Regions from separate parts of the Ovis aries genome. Here region 1 is linked to region 2. The links are chromatin contacts, called in public Hi-C maps. All regions are on one chromosome and are shown on one strand. Each heading gives the region's core, a stretch centred on a gene start, on an enhancer-like site or on the middle of the called end of the contact. The rest is flanking DNA. Distances are from core to core; before and after follow the strand shown. Region 1 overlaps LOC114116445 (a long non-coding RNA gene). Region 2 has its middle 120 kb from the start of MIR30A.

What was found. Hi-C and Micro-C count contacts between places; a contact is called where the count stands out from the background.
Region 1: a Hi-C map of retroperitoneal adipose tissue shows a contact between it and region 2, with 2.5 times the contacts expected there. The contact joins two enhancer-like sites. A contact is called at or near these places in 10 of 16 Hi-C or Micro-C datasets (hypothalamus, liver, mixed tissues and 5 more).

The regions. Positions count from the first base shown.
Region 1 is chr9:2,626,586-2,630,831 of ARS-UI_Ramb_v3.0, reverse strand. LOC114116445 (a long non-coding RNA gene) reads right to left here. Exons shown (of 2, transcript XR_003590365.3): 2 at 1-4,246. Among named protein-coding and RNA genes, the nearest start is that of MIR30A, 38 kb to the right of the region's middle. Within about 2 kb of position 2,326, at least 5 of the 54 cell types and tissues checked have an H3K27ac peak or open chromatin away from gene starts, as enhancers often do.
Region 2 is chr9:2,471,935-2,475,650 of ARS-UI_Ramb_v3.0, reverse strand. No RefSeq gene overlaps it. Among named protein-coding and RNA genes, the nearest start is that of MIR30A, 120 kb to the left of the region's middle. Within about 2 kb of position 1,715, at least 6 of the 54 cell types and tissues checked have an H3K27ac peak or open chromatin away from gene starts, as enhancers often do.

The DNA of each region.
Region 1 (4,246 bases), core at 1,077-3,576, 150 kb before region 2:
AATGTAGTACAGTATAAAGACAAATCGACTTCATCAGTATCTGAAGAACTATAAGCTAGAAAAGAGTAAGGTGCATGCTAATAATTTGCTTGTACTATATACAATAATAATTGGAATATATAGTATACTTAATAAATACATATATATGTAAACACATTTTTTTAGCCTTTTAGTTATAAAACTGCTTAACTATATCTTTTCAGTAAATATATATATGTAAGGCAATGACACCCCACTCCAGTACTCTTGGCTGGAAAATCCCATGGACGGAGGAGCCTGGTGGGCTGCAGTCCATGGGGTTGCTGAAGGTCAGACATGACTGAGTGACTTCACTTTCACTTTTCACTTTCATGCATTGGAGAAGAAAATGGCAACCCACTCCAGTATTCTTGCCTGGAGAATCACAGGGATGGGGGAGCCTGGCGGCTGCCGTCTATGGGGTTGCATAGAGTCGGACATGACGGAAGCGTCTTAGCAGCATATATATATGTAACATGACCTCTCAAGCATGTTTATTAATATGACTTACACATTTCACATAAAAGACCAGGAACAATGAGAATATACTTAAAAGAATAATGCAAAAGTGAACAATATCATATAGATCTGTATCTGGATATTTTTAATAGACAGACAGTGAAATAAATTTTTCATTCATTTCATTTCATTCATTCAGTTTTGCAAGACCGAAAAAGGCAATGATACCACCGAATAAAATTAGATACTTTAGATACCAGAATAAACAAGATGTCTATATTCTGACACACTATATGTATCTACTTGTGGGTTCACATGAGTAAGGCTTTTGTTTCTGTTCAGTGGTGTATCCTCAGTGTCTGGAGCTGGCAAATAATAGGTGCTCAATAAGTATTTCTTGGCTGATGGAAGGAAGGTCAGTACATATTTCAATAAGCTTTGGAACACTGCACTCATGACTAAAAGTGAAAATCAAGAGACATCCTGGATATTTACTCAGAATAACTAAAAAGCTATGGAAAAGCGCATGGGTCATCCTCTTCCTACTTGGAGCTGTTTTTGTATTTACTCATATAATCTGTGTCTCCTGGCAGAAAGCGCAGTTTTAAACATTCACAATAACTGTTTATTTGAGGAGACTGGAGAGCCTTGTCTCAGAGGGCTTCCTGGAGCCTGGAGGCAAGGCCTGAAAAGGTTGATGACTTGCCCGAGCCAGAGTTGCTCAGCCAGCACTTTGGCTGTGCAGTCAGTCTGCTGCAGCAAGCCCAGCTTTTCAAATACTTCCTTGAAATCACATGCTAAACCAGTTGATTCATACACCAGGGTTGTTTTTTTTTGTTACACTTACATGAGACAATTGTTCCTATTGTCTTATATTTTGCACTCAGCAAGAAGATGGAATTAAAAGTTCCTCTAATACCTTTAAAGCAGTAGAGTGTCTTTTATTAATAGCTTAAATGATCAGCATTGTTGATGTATCAAGACAACATATGCAAGCAGCTATGTCTGCATTTGCTTCACAGCGAAGCAGGCATCAATTATTTTACACCTTTAAGGGCTTGCTATATTAGAATATACCAATTTAAATATGCTCCTTGCAAATAAAACTTATCTATATTGGTTAGAAAAAATAACAAGAGAGGGACATAAATGTTGGGTTAAATCTAATTCTAAGACTAAGCTACTAAACAAATCTTTGATTTAAACTATTTACAGAGAACAAGAAATGTAAAAATTATGGGTTTTCTGGGAAGGTTGAATCCAGGAGTTAGTTTTGGATTTTTCTTAAAATTTTCCTTACTACATTATATCTGTGTCCTCAAAAATCCAGTCTTTTCTCAAAATGTGTAACTATAAAATATTCTGGTTTTAAATAGCAGGTCCTATTAATAGTGTCCATTATTGCCACACTTGAAGCCAAACTGGGGCTCCAACCTGCAAACACCTTGACAAAATAGCAAGTTTCAGGACTCCAGAACTTTTGCTTCAACAAAAGCTAAACTCAGTGTAGAAATGCTGTTCAGGTTAATGGAGATTATCGGCCTTAAGGTGCTTTACCTTTTGTTGCTTTTACAGAGCACCTACAGTCACCTGCAAAATGTAGACTCAGCTGCATAAGTAAGTTACCAGAATCTTCATCTCTTGGGTTTATGGTAAACTTGTTTTTCTTTCCTCCAAATAATGTTAGACAGGTCAAAGATAAATCTCACAAATTTGTTATGTTTGTTAGCATGATCAATTTACTTCTTTCCTTTTAGCACTGACCTCATAAATAAACACTGGCTAGGACCACATACACGACACATGTAAGAACACTCCCGGGCTGCTTCTCTAGTTGACTTCCAAGGCAGAGAGAGTAAACAGCCTCCTCCCAGCTTTCTCACTGTGCACAGCTGAGAGTGTAGGGTGTTTACAGTATCTGGCCCTCAGTGCTCTCTGGGGCGGGGCTGGCGGGCAGCAGCTCAAACCTCGGGAAACCCAGCATTGTTTCAAGATACCATAAAGTGTCACGGGAGAAGACCAGAAACCATTCATGGGACTAAATTATGGTTCTCTTAGGGGGTGTGCTCTTCCTACCTTCTATACATTAGGATTCTCCTGGGGTCTACTCATGGTTTCTCGTTAATGTGGGATTTTCAATATTCTATGATTTTTCAAAATGGTCTCAAAAGACTCACACACCCCTTAAACGGTGTACCTTTCCTTTCTGGGTGCAGAACCCAGCTGCTCACTTTCTGAGCACTACGACTTTGCCTCAGCTCACTCTAGCCTGTAACTGAGCAATGGGCTTGCAGACAGAAGGCCACATGTCAGGTTAATTACTGAAAGTTGGTTACTTTAATCATGGGCTATGTAGCCGTAAGTAAGTAAGTGTTAGTCGCTCAGTTGTGCCCAACTCATTCTGACCCCATGGACTGCAGCCCACCAGACTCTGTCCATGAGATTTTCCAGGCAAGGATACTTGAGCAGGTTGCCATTTCCTTCTCCAGGGAAGGGATCTCCCAACCCAGGGATCGAATCCAGGTCTCCTGCACTGCAGGCATATTCTGTACTGACTGAGCTACAAGGGAGGCCCTATGTAGCCACAAATTCACTCAAACAAACAAAAGTAATTGTAAGACATAAGTTATGTGTATACAAATGGCGTACTGCAAACTGCTAACATCATGCTGAAATTTGTTTTAAAAAAATGTAATATTTGGAAGGAAGCAGACCTGCAGTTAGAGGCGTATCCATGAGTGGAGTTAGCTGACACCTGAAATTCTTTCCTATGACACGTTTATTCCAAAGGCTCTTGGACTTGATCTATGATGAACACAATGCTTGTGTGACAAAGCAAGTCAGTACTGTGTATCACAGGACAACCCTCTGTGATAGAAGAACACCACACGGTAAACCAAAGAGGCATCCGATTTCAAACTCACCAGACAGTGCACGCAACTCATTCACTCGACAAACACGTGTGGGTGCCTATCACACACCACCAATGTTCTAAACTCTGAGTGATGAGAAATGAATGGGATCATCCCTGACCTCATGGAAGACACAGCCTAGTCTTCAGCACAGACACATGAGCTGTTGTTCGAGTGTGACAGGCACCGTGCTGGGTCAGAACATGCTTCTCAGTCAGCAGAGGCCTGGGCTGCGTCTTACAGGGGGAATGAACGTAATCGAGGGTTGATGGTGCACGCGGGGGGTCGGAAGAGGTGGGCAGGGAAGGAGACAGTGCAGCTGCGAGTGTCTGAAGAACAGTCATTCTGCAGGGACCTTTGAGAATCCCACAGATTGAAGCCAAATGTGAATGTGGGTGAAGGTAGGTGAGGGGAGGGCAGGACAGAGGGGGATGACATGGGTCCCCACACCCACATGCTGGGCCAAGACATTGGGGCATCCTCCCCAAACTAGGAGGCAGCCAGGCCTGCACTTGTGAGTTGACTCCAGCTGCCAGGCTGCAGGGAAGGGAGGTTAGGTAAAAGATTCCTGCAAGCGGGTGGAGAGGTGTGTGGGACCCTAACTCAGGGCAGCAGCGTGAGGACACCTAGCAAACGAACCTGAGAACCAGGAAAGATGGAAACAGCAGTGCTCAGGGAGAGGCTGGCTGAGGGCATGGGGGAATCCAGGCTGGGGGTATGGGGCACAAGGCCTTTCCTGGGGGAGAGGGGGCATATGAAGCGAGGCGTGCAGGAAGGAGCTGGGGAGAATTCCAGCTAGCACATTCATGGATCTGTGCTGGAAGCCCATGAAGCCATGTGGAAGGTGGGTTTAACTG
Region 2 (3,716 bases), core at 466-2,965:
GGGACTTCTGTCCCCTGGTCTTCTTGCCTTTGTCCTGTTCTCATGTGGAACAGATGCAGCCTGTGCAATCAGTAGCTTAGTGCTAGATCACCAGGTGTCACCTCTCAGTCTAGGTCCTAAAACACACTGCGGTTTCTGTCTTTCTTTCTCTGGGATCATTTGCTCTTGTGCACTCCAGCAGCCCTAGGAAGAAGTCCATACAGGAACTGGGACACTTTCCTGAGAGCCAACAAAAACCTGCCAATCCTGTCTGCCAGCTGTCTTGAAATCAGGTTTTCCAGCAACAAACTGTGGAAAATTCCGAAAGAGATGGGAATACCAGACTACTTGAACTGCCTCTTGAGAAATCTGTATGCAGGTCAAGAGGCAACAGTTAGAACCAGACATGGAACAATGGAGTGGTTCCAAATTGGGAAAGGAGTATGTCAAGGATGTATACTGTCTCCTTACTTATTTAACATATATGCAGAGCACATTAGGCAAAATGCTGGGCTGGATGAAGCACAAGCTGCAATCAAGATTGCAGGAAGAAGTATCAATAACCTTAGACATGCAGACCACACCACCCTTACGGAAGAAAGCGAAGAGGAACTAAAGAGGCTTTTGATGAAGGTGAAAGAAGAGAGTGAAAAAGCTGACTTAAAACTCAGCATTCAAAAAACTAATATCATGGCATCTGGTCCCATCACTTCATGGCAAATAGATGGGGCAACAATGGAAACAATGACAGACTTTATTTTTCTGGGCTCCAAAATCACTGCATATTGTGACTGCAGCCACGAAATTAAAAGACACTTGCTCCTTGAAGGAAAAGCTATGACCAACCTAGACAGCATATTAAAAAGCAGAGATATTACCTGGCTAACAAAGGTTTGTGTAGTCAAAGCTATGGTTTTCCCAGTAGTCATGTATGGATGTGAGAGTTGACCATAAAGAAAGGTGGGTGGGAAGTTATTGATGCTTTTGAACTGTGGTGTTGGAGAAGACTCTTGAGAGTCCCTTGGACTGCAAGGAGATCCAACCAGTCCATCCTAAAGGAAATCAGTCTTAAGTATCTATTGGAAGGACTGATGCTGAAGCTGAAGCTCCAATACTTTGGCCACCTGATGCGAAGAGCCAACTCATTAGAAAAGGCCTTGATGCTGGGGAAGACTAAGGACAGGAGGAGAAGGGGACAACAGAGGATGAGATGGTTGAATGGCATCACTGAATCAATGGGCATGAGTTTGAGCAAGCTCCTGGAGATGGTAAAGGACAGGGAAGCCTGGCATGCTGCAATCCATGGGGTCACAAAGAGTTGCACACAACGGAGTGACTGAACAACAGCAGCAAGCCCCAGTCAATCCTCCAGAGGACTGAAGCTCTGACTGACATCTAAAGGCAACCTCACCTGAGACTCAGAACAAACCAGCGAAGGCATTCCCAAATTCCTGCCTCGGAAAGCAGTGTGAGGTAATAACTGCGTTTGTTTTAAAGTTGCTATGTTTGGGTAATTGATCATGCAGCAATTGACATAATATACAGGAAGTGATCAAATAAACACATATACAAATGAACAAAATAATTTCAAGAATAGTGTTAGGAAGAGGGTAAAATAGGATGCTGTAATAGACAGACGATGGAGGGGATGCTGGGCTTTTGTCTTACTGCAGCTGAGACATTCCTTTTCATGAAGATGCCACCATGGAGAGGTCTAGGGGAGGCAGCGGAGAGAAACCCCCAAACAAACCACAATAGGAGCAAAGCCTTGAGCCAGGAAAAAGCTGGGCATCTGATGGACAGAAAGAAAGGCAACTTGGCTGGAGTGCCATGAATTAGGGAGAAAGTTGAACATGAAGTATGAGGCCTAATATGAAGTAACAGGCAGGGCCAGATCACCCAAAGCCTTGGAGGTCATGGGGAGCCATTGAGGATTCCTAAACAGAGGAGCCTGGGGGTCTGAATCACACTTCAGAAAAATCTCTGGCTGCTGTGTGGGCAGTGGATCATCACAGGGTGGGGAGGCACCCAGTTAGAGACAGATGCCATTGTGCTGGGAAGAGCAGTCGCCGCTTGAACCAGGGTGGCAGTGGAGGACGTGGGTGGATTTGGGAACTTTCTGAAGGCAGCTGGCAAGACTTGCTTGTGGGTTGCGTTCGGAGTGTGAGGGAAAGTGTGATCCAGGACAGCCCAGAGTCATGGGACTCGTGGTTGAGAAACCACTCTTGGCTTCAATTTTTAATCTGGAAAAAAGAAGAAAGAGAAGAAAAAGTAATAATTGAATCTATGCTTGTGAAATGATACCCTCTATAGGGAATTTCTTTAAAAAATATTCAGCACTCTGTATCTTTAAGAGAGTCTCACTACTAACACCCTCACTCATGTTCTTAAAAGCTTTTCTTTGCTGGAGAAACACCTGGCTGGGGGAAGATGTGATTCACGAGGGGTCCCTGCTAAGACCCGAGGAGGTGGACTAGGGGAGATCTCATCTAACCAGTGTCCTTAAAGGAGAAACTCATTTTCCAATAAAAAGATTGCTTTTCTTTGGAGAAAGAAATACACTTAGGGTTACAATTATGGAGGGGCTCTTTTCTCTTAAATGTTTGTGCTTTATGGGGACTTTAAGATTTTCTGGGCATTGGTTATAGTTACTGCTTCATGAAGGCAACAGTAAAATGCAGCCTATTTCTCAATTGTGACATTCTTTCCAGCGAGGAAATTTGGTTCTTTTAAACAGTAAAATAAAAATGCAGTTTTTGCTGTTGTGTATCAAGCCCTGTGCTTAGGAATGCGGTACCTATTTTTAAAGCTGGCATGTATTTCTGAGAATAACATCAAGATTCAAAAATGATAAGGCACACAAATACATGGGCTGTTTATGTTTGAAGTGAAGTGAAGTGAAGTGAAAGTCGCTCAGTCATGTCCGACTCTTTGCGACCCTATGGACCATAGAGTCCGTGGAATTCTCCAGGCCAGAATGCTGGAGTGGGTAGCCTTTCCCTTCTCCACGGGATCTTCCCAACACAGGGATGGAGCCCAGGTCTCCTGCATTGTGGGCGGATTCTCTACCAGCTGAGCAGTTTATGCTTGAGAAACTAATACAGAATTCTCTTCCTGATCCCTCAAGCCAGGGACTATCATGGGTCACTGGGACTGGATCATGTTTCTGCCCCGTGATTCACTCTGCGTTAGCTGTTCTCATTCACACACACAGACCCCAGCTACTTAACACCCAGTTAAGCACCTGTTCTGAAAGCAAGATGAAAATTCATTCAAACACCTAACAGATGTGAGTGAAAAGAAGAGGGGTGTTTAAAAATATTTCTGCTGCTATCAGCAATTATTCTCTCTCCTGAATGGCATCCAGCTATTGGTGTAGAATGTGAAAAAAGCTGACCTGGTTACTGTGGACGCAGAAACAATGGCAAGTTTCCCATTTTCAGCCCCTGAGACTGTTTACTTAAAGTTCCTTATACTTTTCAGACTATATTTTTAAAGAAAGCATCAAATTCAAGAAGAAAGTAATTTACATAGATCAAGAAATGATTCTGCTGTGCACATCCTCATATATATAGCCGTATACAAAATGTTACAGGAGTTGTTGTTGTTGTTTTTTCTAAATACTTTTTGGAAACATTTCCTAACTCTGAAAGTAAATATATTGCTGTCTCTATTGATATGAAATTTTCTCTTTAAACAATGTTCAACCTGTTGAAGTTAAATAAATAGAAATTGTT